Regions from separate parts of the Capra hircus genome. Here region 1 is linked to region 2. Evidence: chromatin contacts called from public Hi-C data. All regions are on one chromosome and are shown on one strand. The core of a region is the stretch at or near the end of the contact, and the rest is flanking DNA. Distances in the headings are between cores, read along the strand shown. Region 1 overlaps LOC106503078 (pyruvate dehydrogenase phosphatase regulatory subunit, mitochondrial). Region 2 holds the start of LOC102172995 (pyruvate dehydrogenase phosphatase regulatory subunit, mitochondrial-like).

Region 1 (5,762 bases), core at 554-3,053, 42 kb after region 2:
CACCTATTCAGAATTCAGAATGAAGTCCAATTTGTGGCAGGGAACAAAAGCCTGGAACAGAAAAAGGACACTAGGGGAAATAAAGCCCCAACTTTAGTTTAAACGAATGTATCAGTAGTGGCTCATTAACTGGAACATTAATCCTGACAGAAGATGCTGGTAACAGATGAACATGGACGTGAGGTATACGGGAACTCCACACTATCACCGCAACTGTTCTGAACATCTAAAGTAATTTAGATTATTTCTAAAATAATCAAAGAAAAGGAACAGAAGTAAGACAGAATATAGCCAGTTTCATTTCAGCTCACAGAAGAAGCACCCGAGTCACAGTATTTATTGTTGAATTAATACAACAAAGAGAGCAAGATGTACTTTAAATCAGAAATAAATACATCATTTATCTACTTGTTACGTCTCAATCTCTGAAAACTAGAAAACAGAATATTAGGCATCACAAAACGAAGTCCTGAAGATTTCATTTTTGTAATTTATTCATACTACTTAGTGACATTTAAATTAGCTATTGGTGGATGGGCATTACTGAGATGACAGAGATGAGGGAAGCCGAGAGCAGCAGAGCCCCAAGCCATGGCCAGCAGGAGTCCTACCTGCCCTGCTCCAGAAGGACAACATCCTTCCACCCCATCTTGGAGAGGTGATAGGCCACGGACGTGCCCATGATTCCACCACCGCAGACGACCACCTGCGCCTGGGCGGGCAGGGCCACGGGGGGCGCCGCGGCCGCTGACGCGCTGCCTCTGGCCGGGGAGCCCTTCTGCCATCCTCGGCGGCTTCCCGGTCCTCGGACCACCGCCAGCAACCGGTGCAGCATCACGTCTGTCAGCAACGGGGGCCGTGCTCTCGCTCAGCCACGCAGCAGATCCCAGGAATTGACACTAGACAGAAGAAACCAAGTGTGTCATTCTGCTGTACTCAGAGCACAGGGTTAACGAGAAAAGCCTGAAACCCAGAACGCTGATTGTTCACTCAGCCAACGTTTCAGGACTTCCTGAGTTCCAGACACGCTGCCAGTTTAACAGCGGTGAAGACAAACGAGGAGGTCCCTGCCTTTACACAACTTATATCTGAGACAGACAGACAAGCAGCCAATATATGAACAACATAAGCAACAGAGCTAACAGGACAGGGTCGCTGGGGGCAGCCTCAAAATACAGTGGTCAGAGAGGAGACATTTGAAAAGACCTGCATGACAAAGAACCAGCCACGTGAGGTCGGAAAGAAGCAGCGTGTGCGAAGGCCTGGAGAGGCAGAGCTTGAGGAGTCAGCACAGAAGAGGGGACAGTGTGTGCACAGCACGTAAGAGGGGGCCACCTGAGGGCGCGTTGGAGGGGCAGGGACCAAACACACGGGGGCTCCAGCTCACCAGGAAAGGCCGCGCTGGAGGGGCAGGGGCCAACCACACAGGGGCTCCAGGATCCCCACCAGAGGCTGCGCTGGAAGGGCAGGGACCAACCACACAGGGGCTCCAGATCACCAGGAGAGGCCGCGCTGGAGGGGCGGGGACCAACCACACGGGGGCTCCAGATCACCAGGAGAGGCCGCGCTGGAGGGGCAGGGACCAACCACACAGGGGCTCCAGGATCCCCACGAGAGGCTGCGCTGGAAGGGCAGGGACCAACCACACGGGGGCTCCAGCTCACCAGGAGAGGCTGTGCTGGAGGGGCGGGGACCAACCACACGGGGGCTCCGGGATCCCCACGAGAGGCTGCGCTGCAGGGGCAGAGACCAACCACACAGGGGCTCCAGATCACCATGAGAGGCCGCGCTGGAGGGGCGGGGACCAACCACGCGGGGGCTCCAGGATCCCCGCGAGCAGCGGGGCTTACTCTAAGCGCAGAGGAAAACACTAAAGCAGGGGCATGACACGGTCTGCTCCGTGTCCCCAGGGTGAGGCTGGCTCCACAGAAGGCTCCCAGGAGGACAGGGAAAGCAGAGGTGAGCCAGGAAACTGTCACACTGCTCAGGGAAACGCCAGGCTGGCTCAGATGAGGATGGGCGCAGCGGAGCCAGAGCAACACCTGGATTGCTTGGGAAACAGAGCTGACAGAACTTATCTGCCAACAACTGATGCTAAAATGGGAAAAACGGAGAAATAAGGAGGAGGGCCAAGTCTGAGGGTTAAACAACCACGTTTAACCTGAGAAGGATCAGACATGGCAGAGGCTGTGAGGTGTCTGTGAGCACAGTGGAAGGTTCCAGAGTCAACAGCCGGAGACCCAGCAGGCAGCGCCGGGAAACTCGGAGCAGCTGGTGCCCAAGCGTGAGACTGCCATCTCTGAGGTGCCCGGAGCAGAAGCAGGAACTGGACCCCCTGCACAGCAGCACCGAGAGGGTGGGCAGCCTGCTCTCCTCCCCAGGAGCCACCAAGGGCCCCTGCTGTTGGTTTTCGCGCTCATGTCTCAGCACGACTCCCAAGAAAGCCGCGCCTGAACTTCTATCGATTAGCAAGTTCCAGAACCCACTTTGACACCGAGGGACCCGCCTGGAGGCTGCCATGACCATAAACCCTGGGCAGTGGCAGGAACTGACCCAGGAGACTCTGCTCCTCGCTCCAGCACCACAGGCTGCACACGACCAAGGCAGGGTTCTAACAAAATTGATGCGAAAACAGAACGGAGAACTCGTCAAGCTTCAGGCAACTGCAGGCAGAGCTGCGGGCAGACCAGAGTCACAGACGCACAGGAAGAGGCGGCCTTAGGAGCAGAGGGGGCGCCGAGCAGACGTCAGGGCGGCCCGCGGCGGGCAAGCCCCCACCTCCTCCACGACAGCCCCCCACCCGTGCGCCACCAGCAGCCCGAACCATCGTCCGTTGGGGGACTCTCGGATCCGTGCCCAAGGCAGGCACAGACCCTGTCCCAGGGACCAGCCATCCTTTGGGGCCCACCGCGCCTCAGGTCCCTGTCAGACTCTGCCTCAAGATGGAAAGTTGTCCACACAGTGAGTCCTAGTGTAAGCCCCTCCCACAGGCCCCATCGTCTCCCCAGTTCTAATCCTTCATTTCTCTCCCTTAAAACCTCACCATTTCTCCAAAGACGACAGACAGATGGCCAAAACACACAAGAAAAGACGCTCAGCATCACTAATCACTAGAGAAATTAAAATCAAAACTATAGTGAGGTATCACCTCTCACTGGTCAGAAGGGCTATCATCAAAAAACTGACAAACTCCAAAAGCTGGAGAGGGTGTGGAGAAAAAGGGAACCCTCTTTCACTGTTGGTGGGAACACAAATTGGTACAACCACTATGGAGAACAATATGGAGGTGCCTTAAAAAAACTAAATATAGAATTACCGTATGATCCAGCAATCCCACCACCGGACATATACCAGAGAAACTGATTCACTAAGATACACGCCCTCCAATGGTCCCTGGAGCCATCTACCACAGCCAAGACATGGAAGGGAGCTAAATGTCCACTGATGGAGGAAAGGATGAAGACGGTGCAGTACATATGCTACATATACCAGGGGCGTGTACAGCAGTCCATATACAGTGGGATACTCCTCAGCCACTAACAGGAACAGAACAAGGCCATCTGCAGCAGCACGGAAGGGCCTCGCGATTACCACACCAAGTGGAGCCAGCCCCACAGAGAGAGACAGAGACCATGTGATAGCACTCACACACGGAATTCAATATAAAAATGACATAGGGCTTCCCTGGGGGCTCAGTGGGAAAGAGTCTTCCCTCTAATACAGGAGACAAGGGTTCAATCCCAGATCCAGGAAGATCCCTGATGCCTCAGAGCAACTAAGCCCAGGCACCACAACTACTGAGCTTGTGTGCGAGAGCCCAGGAGGCGCAACTCCTGCGCCCACACGCCGCAGGTACTGAACCCAAGCGCCCTAGAACACGAGCTCCGTAACAAGAGAGGCCACGAAGCGAGCATCCTGAGCACCCCACCTAGAGAGCAGGCCCTGCTCACCGCAACCAGAGCAAAGTCTACACAGCAGTGAGGATCCAGCACAGCCAAAATAAACACAACTAACAAACGAAAACCACACAAGTGAACTTTTTACAAAACACAGACTCACAGATCTAGAAATCAAATTTATGGTGACTAAAGGGGGAATATGGGGTGGTGGGATAAACACACACTATTACATAAAGCTGATGAGGACCGAGCATATAGCACAGGAAATTCTACTCGATCTTCTGTATAACCTATTTGGGAAAAAAATCTGAAAAGGAACAGAGATTTCTATATCAGACCCACTTTCTGTACACCTGAAACTAACACAGCATTATAATTTAACTATACTCCAATAAAAGGAAAATTTTAAAAATTTTAATCACTTAAAAAATAAAGTGACCAGGGCTTCCCTAGTGGTCTAGTGGTTAAAAATCCACCTGCCAAAACTAATAAAATAAAAAATGAAAAAAAAAAAAAAAAAGAATCTGCCTGCCAATGCAGGGGACACAGGTTGGATCCCTGGTCCGGGAAGATTTCCCATGCTGCAGAGCAGCTAAGCCTGTGTGCCACAGCTACTGAGCCCAAGCTCTAAGCCCACAAGCCACGAGTACTGAGCCCGTTGGCCTAGAGCCTGTACTCCTCAACAAGAGAAGCCACAGCCGTGAGAAGCTCACACACCGAAAACAAGAGAGCCTCCGCCAGCTGCAACTAGAGAAAGCCCGCCCAATGCAACAAAGACCCAGTGTAGCCAAAAGTAAACAAATAAAAATTACAAAAAAAACCCAAAAACAAAACCCAAAACCCTGATAAGAAAGGTTCTCTGAAGACCAACTAATGCCAATATGGAGAGGCACCTATAAAGTAATCTGAACCACTCCCACTGCTGGCAAAGAGCAAGGGATCTCTTAGCTGGGTACACTTGTCCAGACTAAAGCTTTTACCTCCAGAAACGCCACAGGTCACAAGAGAAGAACAACGCCTGTAAAGCCAGTGGAAGAGCTGAGATACCTATTCAAAAGACAGGCAGCATCAGGACTTCCCTGCTGGCCCAGTGGTTAAGAATCCACCTTGCAACGCAGGAGGCGTGGTTTGATCCCTGACTGGGGAACTAAGATCCCACATGACAGTGAAGATCTGAAGATCCCCATGCTGCAGCTGACAGTGCCACACACTCACATAAATAAATGATGGAGGGGACACAGGTCTATCTATGGCTGAATCATGTTGATGTTTGGCAGAAACCAACACAACACTGTAAAGCCGATTATTCTTCAATTAACAATAAGTAAATTCAATTATATATTTTAAAAAAAAGCATCATCAGACAAGTTAAATGGTGCAATGGGTTAGATTGTTAATAGCCATTCTTGCTACTACACTCAGCAGGATCTTACATGAACATCTTGTTCAATGTTGTCGAGCTTTACTCACTTCATTATCAACATAACGGTCTGTTGTTCCCTCATTGTTTAAAGTTACAACAACAGTTACGTCCTTCAAGGATGTCTCCACTTAACAACGTCCTTCAAGGATGTCTCCAACTAACAACTCTGAGATGGACATTCAGATCTGCATCCCGTCCTCTGCAGACACCCAAACCACCACATTACAGAACTCTGGCCCTGTGCTTTTCCAGCCAGGCTACAGACTATAAATGCACTGATAAAGTTCACTTTAAAGGAACACATAGTGTAGGGACTACAAGGTGAGTGGGATTTTCATCTGCAACAGGACCACTCTGGCTCACACTGTACCCAGAGAGCACTAGGAATGATCTCAGTGGAGGTAGGGCTGGCCATTAGATCCGCAGTTTCACAGGGAGGT
Region 2 (6,177 bases), core at 3,100-5,599:
TTCTGTGCTGACTCCTCAAGCTCTGCCTCTCCAGGCCTTCGCACACGCTGCTTCTTTCCGACCTCATGTGGCTGGTTCTTTGTCATGCAGGTCTTTTCAAATGTCTCCTCTCTGACCACTGTATTTTGAGGCTGCCCCCAGCGACCCTGTCCTGTTAGCTCTATTGCTTAAGTTGTTCGTATATTGGCTGCTTGTCTGTCTGTCTCAGATGTAAGTTGTGTAAAGGCAGGGACCTCCTCGTTTGTCTTCACCGCTGTTAAACTGGCAGCGTGTCTGGAACTCAGGAAGTCCTGAAACGTTGGCTGAGTGAACAATCAGCGTTCTGGGTTTCAGGCTTTTCTCGTTAATCCTGTGCTCTGAGTACAGTGGAATGACACACTTGGTTTCTTCTGTCTAGTGTGAATTCCTGGGATCTGCTGCGTGGCTGAGCGAGAGCACGGCCCCCGTTGCTGACAGACGTGATGCTGCACCGGTTGCTGGCGGTGGTCCGAGGACCGGGAAGCCGCCGAGGATGGCGGAAGGGCTCCCCGGCCAGAGGCAGCGCGTCAGCGGCCGCGGCGCCCCCCGTGGCCCTGCCCGCCCAGGCGCAGGTGGTCGCCTGCGGTGGTGGAATGAAAATTGACTTCTTTGAAATTTTGATTTCAAAGTACGGCTTTGCAACTTTTTCATTTCATATAATTCATACTTCTAGGAAGCGTAACCTTATTTGTTAAGTGCCAATTAAGATGAAACGTCTAGAGATGAGTGTTTGTAAAACACTAGCCTGTTTTAACTGGCAGCGGATCAAGGAGATGCCAAGAGAGCAATGAAGCGGAGAAGGAGAGGGGCACGCTGTGCTCTCTGGTGCGTGGCTGGCCCGGGGCCCCGGTGAGGCCCGAATGGCCCTGGCCTGACCGCGTGCTGGCGCGTGGCTGAGTGTGTGTCCCTCGGACCCTGTGTGCCCCTCGGACCCGGCGTGCGCCTCGGACGTGGCGTGCCCCATCGACCCGGCTGGCCTCACCCTGGCTCCTGCCGCTGTGGGAGCCTCAGTCGGGTTTTGGTGTTGCCTTGGCCAGGTGTCCTCCGAGAGGCAGAGGCTCTTGAGTGAATATAGAGAATGTAGTTCCTGCTGCCGTGCTGTTTCTGGCTTTTACAAGGGACAGGGCCCGCTATAGGCAGGGGAGCTGGGAAATAGTCCTTTTTGGTTGGATTTGATTCAACGACAAGGTCCTTGAATCAGGCATTAACCAGGGTTTGGGTCCGAATAGGGTCCACTACAGGCCCAGAGGGGCCACTGCTGACTCCTGGTCCCTTGGTTCAGTGACTCGTGCTTTGCTGCGCCTGGCACTCCTCCGCTATTAGAGTCCAGAGGGATGGGGACATCAGGAAGATAACTGAGTCTAGCCTTTGTTCTGGGTCACCGTCCAGAACCCCCTGTTGGGCCTGATCTCTCCCTGGTGCCTGTGGGGCGGTGAGGAAGTCAGGCAGCCGAGAGCAAGGGCACCTCCTCAGTGTGTCACCCCGGTGCCGTCCGCCAGGGCCGCAGTGAGACACGACGTGGGGGCTTCCCTGATGGAGGAGTCTGCTGTCGGGCAGGATGGACGGGTGTGCACTCCCATGACCGCAGTCGTCCAGGGGACTGCTTGAGACGTTAAATAAATGACATCTGTACAGCCTAGATTTAACGATAACATATAATAAGCAAATCGTCTGAAAATAGTTTATTCACATGAGCTGTGTGTTAACTGCTCTCTACCTGGAGTTGCTGGGTCACTTCGAGAGTCTTCAGTATGCAAAATTAGTGTCTGAAGTGCTTTTTTTCTACGTGGTACAACTTTTATCAAGTGACCGAATGTGATAATCTAAAAGTTTTAATAACCTTTTGAAAGTCTTCCGCATATTGATCCTCTAATAAGGAAGGATCAGTTTTTTACAGTTGATAAATCTAGATGGAGGTAGATTAAGCCAATTTACCAATGTAGTGAGAAATCCATTTTTAAAAATTACTTTGGGTTACATGGAACTTCTTAAAAGTTTAAAACACATGTAATAAGTTATATACTCATTATAATACATGTGAATGATACAGAAATATAAAAAGTGACTCTCCCCACTGAATACTCACCAAAAGTTAGCCTATATGTGTATGCAGGTATACTTTTTCTTCTAACCAAAACTGAGATGGTATTAAGCATCTTATGTTTATTATGTACCTTGTTTTTTTCCATTTAAGATGTCTTCTATAAAAATATACACATACAAGACTACTTATTGTAACACTATTAATGCAACTGTAAGATTACATTTAAATGATACCCAGACATTATTGGGGGGCTTCCCTGGTGGCTCAGAGGGTAAAGCGTCTGCTTGCCATGTGGGAGACCTGGTTTGAATCCCCAGAATTCTAGACCACCTGACCTGCCTCGTGAGAAATCTGTATGCAGGTTAGGAAGCAACAGTTAGAACTGGACATAGAACAACAAACTGGTTCCAAATTGGGAAAGGAGTACACCAAGGCTGTCTATTGTCACCCTGCTTATTTAACTTATATGCAGAGTACACCATGAGAAACGCTGGGCTGGAAGAAGCACAAACAAATCAAGATTGCCAGGAGAAATATCAATAACCTCAGATGTACAGATGATACCACACTTAAGGCAGAAAGTGAAGAACTAAAGAACCTCTTGATGAAAATGAAAGAGGAGAGTGAAAAAGTTGGCTTAAAGCTCAACGTTCACAAAACGAAGATCATGGCATCTGGTCCCATCACTTCATGGCAAATAGACAGGGAAATGATGGAAACAGTGACAGATTTTATTTTTTGGGGGGGGCTCCAAAATCACTGCAGATGGTGACTGCAGCCATGAAATTAAAAGATGCTTGCTCCTTGGAAGAAAAGCTATGACCAACCTAGACAGCATATTAAAAAGCAGAGACGTTACTTTGGCAACAAAGGTCCATCTAGTCAAAGCTATGGTTTTTCCAGTGGTCATGTATGGATGTGAGAGTTGGACTCTGAAGAAAGCTGAGCGGCAAAGAATTGATGCTTTTGAACTGTGATGCTGGAGAAGACTCTTGAGAGTCCTTGGACTGCAAGGAGATCCAACCAGTCCATCAGAAGGAGATCAGTCCTGAATGTCCATTGGAAGGACTGATACTGAAGCTGAAACTCCAATACCTTGGCCAGCTGATATAAAGAACCGACTCATTTGAAAAGACCCTGATGCTGGGAAAGTTTGAAGGCAGGAGGAGAAGGGGTCGACAGAGGATGAGATGGCTGGATGGCATCACTGACTCAATGGACCTGAGTGTGAGTAAACTCCCAAAGTTGGTGATGGACACGGAGGCCCGGCATGCTGCAGTCCATGGGGTCGAAAAGAGTTGGGCACGACTGAGTGACTGAACTGAACTGATATGATTTTGATAAAATAAAGTGGAACAGCCACACAGAGGACTATCAGGTAGATGTGAAAAGAAGGAGGAAAATGTCTGTGAACTGCTATGAAGTAATCTCTGGGATACGTTGTTATATGAGAAAAAGGAGGTGCTAAAAAGTATTGTAAAATGTGCTACATTTGTGTAAGAGCTAAGAAGAAATAAGAAAATATGCAAATGTATAGTTATTTTTGCAAAAAAAAAATATTGGAAGGCTGAAGCAGAAAGTGCTGAGGTTGGTTACCTCCCAGAGGGAGCGGGAAATGGGGTACACGGTTGGGGTGTGGTGGGTATTGATCTTTCTGGCTTGACTTTGTGTAGTTTTGACTTTTAGAATGATGTGAACGTTCTGCTTACTCAAAACCACCAGGGCTGGGGGAAGCCTACCCTGGAACACTGCCAGAAATAACCTACTTGCATTTCAGATGAATAACAGCTTTACTATAGAGGGAAAAAAGAACAAACCCAGGGACTTCTGACCATACCAAAACCTTCTGAAGGTTTTGAGTCTACCTTTAGTCAAAGACGAAAGGAAATGGAACAAACATTGACTGCACTTAGCAAGTTTATTTTTCACAGGGGTATGAACATTTCTGCTTTCTGTGTATTGTAAGATTGAGAAAGGAGAAAATATATTGAGGATACATCTACCACTTATAAAAAACAGGCTCTGAAATTTCAGCTCTCCTAAGTTAACAATCTTGTCATGTCAGCAAAGGCCTTATTTATCTGATGATTTCAAAGGAATAAGAAAATACTTAAATCATCATGACTATATTTCCTTTTAAAAAGACACCTGACTGATTTAAGCTTTTTTTCATGAGAACTGATAAGACATTGCGCTCTGGGAGGCTTGTCATTGACTCAGGTGTCGTAGTGGTCACATCCAGTATGTCGACCGCAAATAGCAGGAATCGCCCGGGGCTAAGCTGGGCAACAAGGAGCTTCTGGAAGGCCACTGGGGCCTGTGGACTAGGAGGCAGCTGCCAGCGGGAGGCAGGGTGGAGCCGGGTGGTGAGGACCCAGGCCCTCAGCTGGAAGGAGGGTGGGCTGGCCAGGACACTGCTGCTCCTGAGATGAGAGGAGGGACCTCCGCCTTCTCTCCTGGCTCAAGCCCCAGTGTCCCAGGAGGTCAGACCGGCTGAGCGCAGGTCATAGGCCTGCGGCTGCGCTGAGGACAGCCATCGCCACGGTTACGTGCCCACCAAGGACCGAGGAGAAAAGGGCCTGGTTACCCAAAGGGGTGCAGGAGGGAGGGGTCACAGGTACGTCCCTCGCAGAGCTGTGAGCTGAGCCCGTCCAGGACTCCCTGCGGGTCGCCCGCCTGGCAGTCTGGTGGGCTCCCGCTGTGCCCCGCAGGTGGCCCGGTCTGTCTGAGCTTGGGCTGCTTCTCCTTCCAGGTTACACTAGGACGGGCTCCATCTTTCTGGCCCAAACTCAGGACCGGCTCATCTCCCTGAAGCGCATCAGCTCGAGGCTGAAGTACGTATGAGGCTGAGCCCGTCCCGCCTTCCTGTCAGCGGACCTCTGCGGAGGCCGGGGAATGTCATTGTGCCCCTGTGTTCTGTGCCAGTGTCGTAGGCATCCCCTGCGAGATCGTCTCCCCCAGGAAAGTGGCCGAGCTGCACCCTCTGCTCAACGTGCACGACCTGGTGGGGGCCATGCACGTCCCCGAGGACGCGGTGGTGTCCTCCGCCGACGTGGCGCTCGCCCTGGCCAGTGCCGCCTCCCAGAGCGGTGAGTGGGCGCGGGGTGAGGAGAGGGCTGGTCTCAGGAGAGCGGCCCAGCGGCGGCAGGGCCACCAGACAGCTCTGCGTGGAACTCCGGCTCGCGGCTCTGGAGTTTTTGTCTCAGCGCGGTACCTGTCAGCGCAGTTTCCCTCAGGGCCACGTTTTTCTTGTGAAGTCTCCTAGGCGCTGGCTTCAGTCCTGCTTAGAGCGTTCTAGGTGTAAGGGCCTTTCTCCCTCCACAGGACTTGAGAAGCTCCAAGGCTGGCACGTGCCTTGGGGGTTTAATGCACAGCTGGGGTCATGTCCTGGGGTTGGAATGAACGAGGGGAAGGCTCATCTGTGGTGGTGTCCGCCCTGGATGGACTGCTTCGTGGTGTGGGTCGATCAGGATTGAGGCGGCCCTGTGGCACTGTTTCTCTCCGGCCCCTTTAAGGATCCCTGGATTTTTGTTTGGCTGCGCCATGCTCCTTGTGGGCCTTTGATTCCCAGCCAGGGATGGAACCCAGGCCCCTGCAGTAGAAGCGTGGACCGGAACTGCCGGACCGCCAGGGAAGGCCCAGGATCCCTGAGATTTCATCATGTGCTTCAGTTGGTTTTTTCAGTTGGCCTGGTCTTTTCAGTCTTGGGAAAGGCCCCTTTCTACCATCTCAGGATGTGGTTCTAGGAGTGTTTTGGATTCCAAAGGTAAAGCATGGGCCTGGTCTGTTCAGTGTTTCTTGAGAAGCTGCTGCAAATGCCTGACTCTGAGACAGCAGGTGACAAAACCCAACTCTGTGTTTACCTTGGGACAGGTGTTCAGATCTATGACCGGACAAGTATTCTTCATGTTATGGTCAAAAGAGGTCAAGTCACCGGCGTGGAGACAGACAAAGGACAGATCCAGTGCCAGTATTTTGTCAACTGTGCTGGTCAGGTAGGTCAGTGACGAGACTGGGTCGCTGCCTTTCTTATTTAACTTTGTCTCCAGGATTTGGGGTACAGAGGTAAGCCTAGTTTTCTGATGGACTAAGCAGGCGTCCGGGACACACTGTTC

What was found. Hi-C and Micro-C count contacts between places; a contact is called where the count stands out from the background.
Region 1: a Hi-C map of liver shows a contact between it and region 2, with 5 times the contacts expected there. The contact joins the enhancer-like site here to the promoter of LOC102172995 in region 2. A contact is called at or near these places in 2 of 5 Hi-C or Micro-C datasets (blood and liver).

What each region holds. Positions count from the first base shown.
Region 1 is chr18:3,150,933-3,156,694 of ARS1.2, forward strand. LOC106503078 (pyruvate dehydrogenase phosphatase regulatory subunit, mitochondrial) reads right to left here. Exons shown (of 19, transcript XM_018061698.1): 3 at 612-899. The coding sequence starts at 835. Among named protein-coding and RNA genes, the nearest start is that of TRNAG-GCC, 88 kb to the left of the region's middle. Within about 2 kb of position 1,804, at least 1 of the 5 cell types and tissues checked has an H3K27ac peak or open chromatin away from gene starts, as enhancers often do.
Region 2 is chr18:3,106,625-3,112,801 of ARS1.2, forward strand. LOC102172995 (pyruvate dehydrogenase phosphatase regulatory subunit, mitochondrial-like) reads left to right here and starts at 4,350. Exons shown (of 4, transcript XM_013962388.2): 1 at 4,350-4,896; 2 at 4,988-5,151; 3 at 5,936-6,057. The coding sequence starts at 5,076.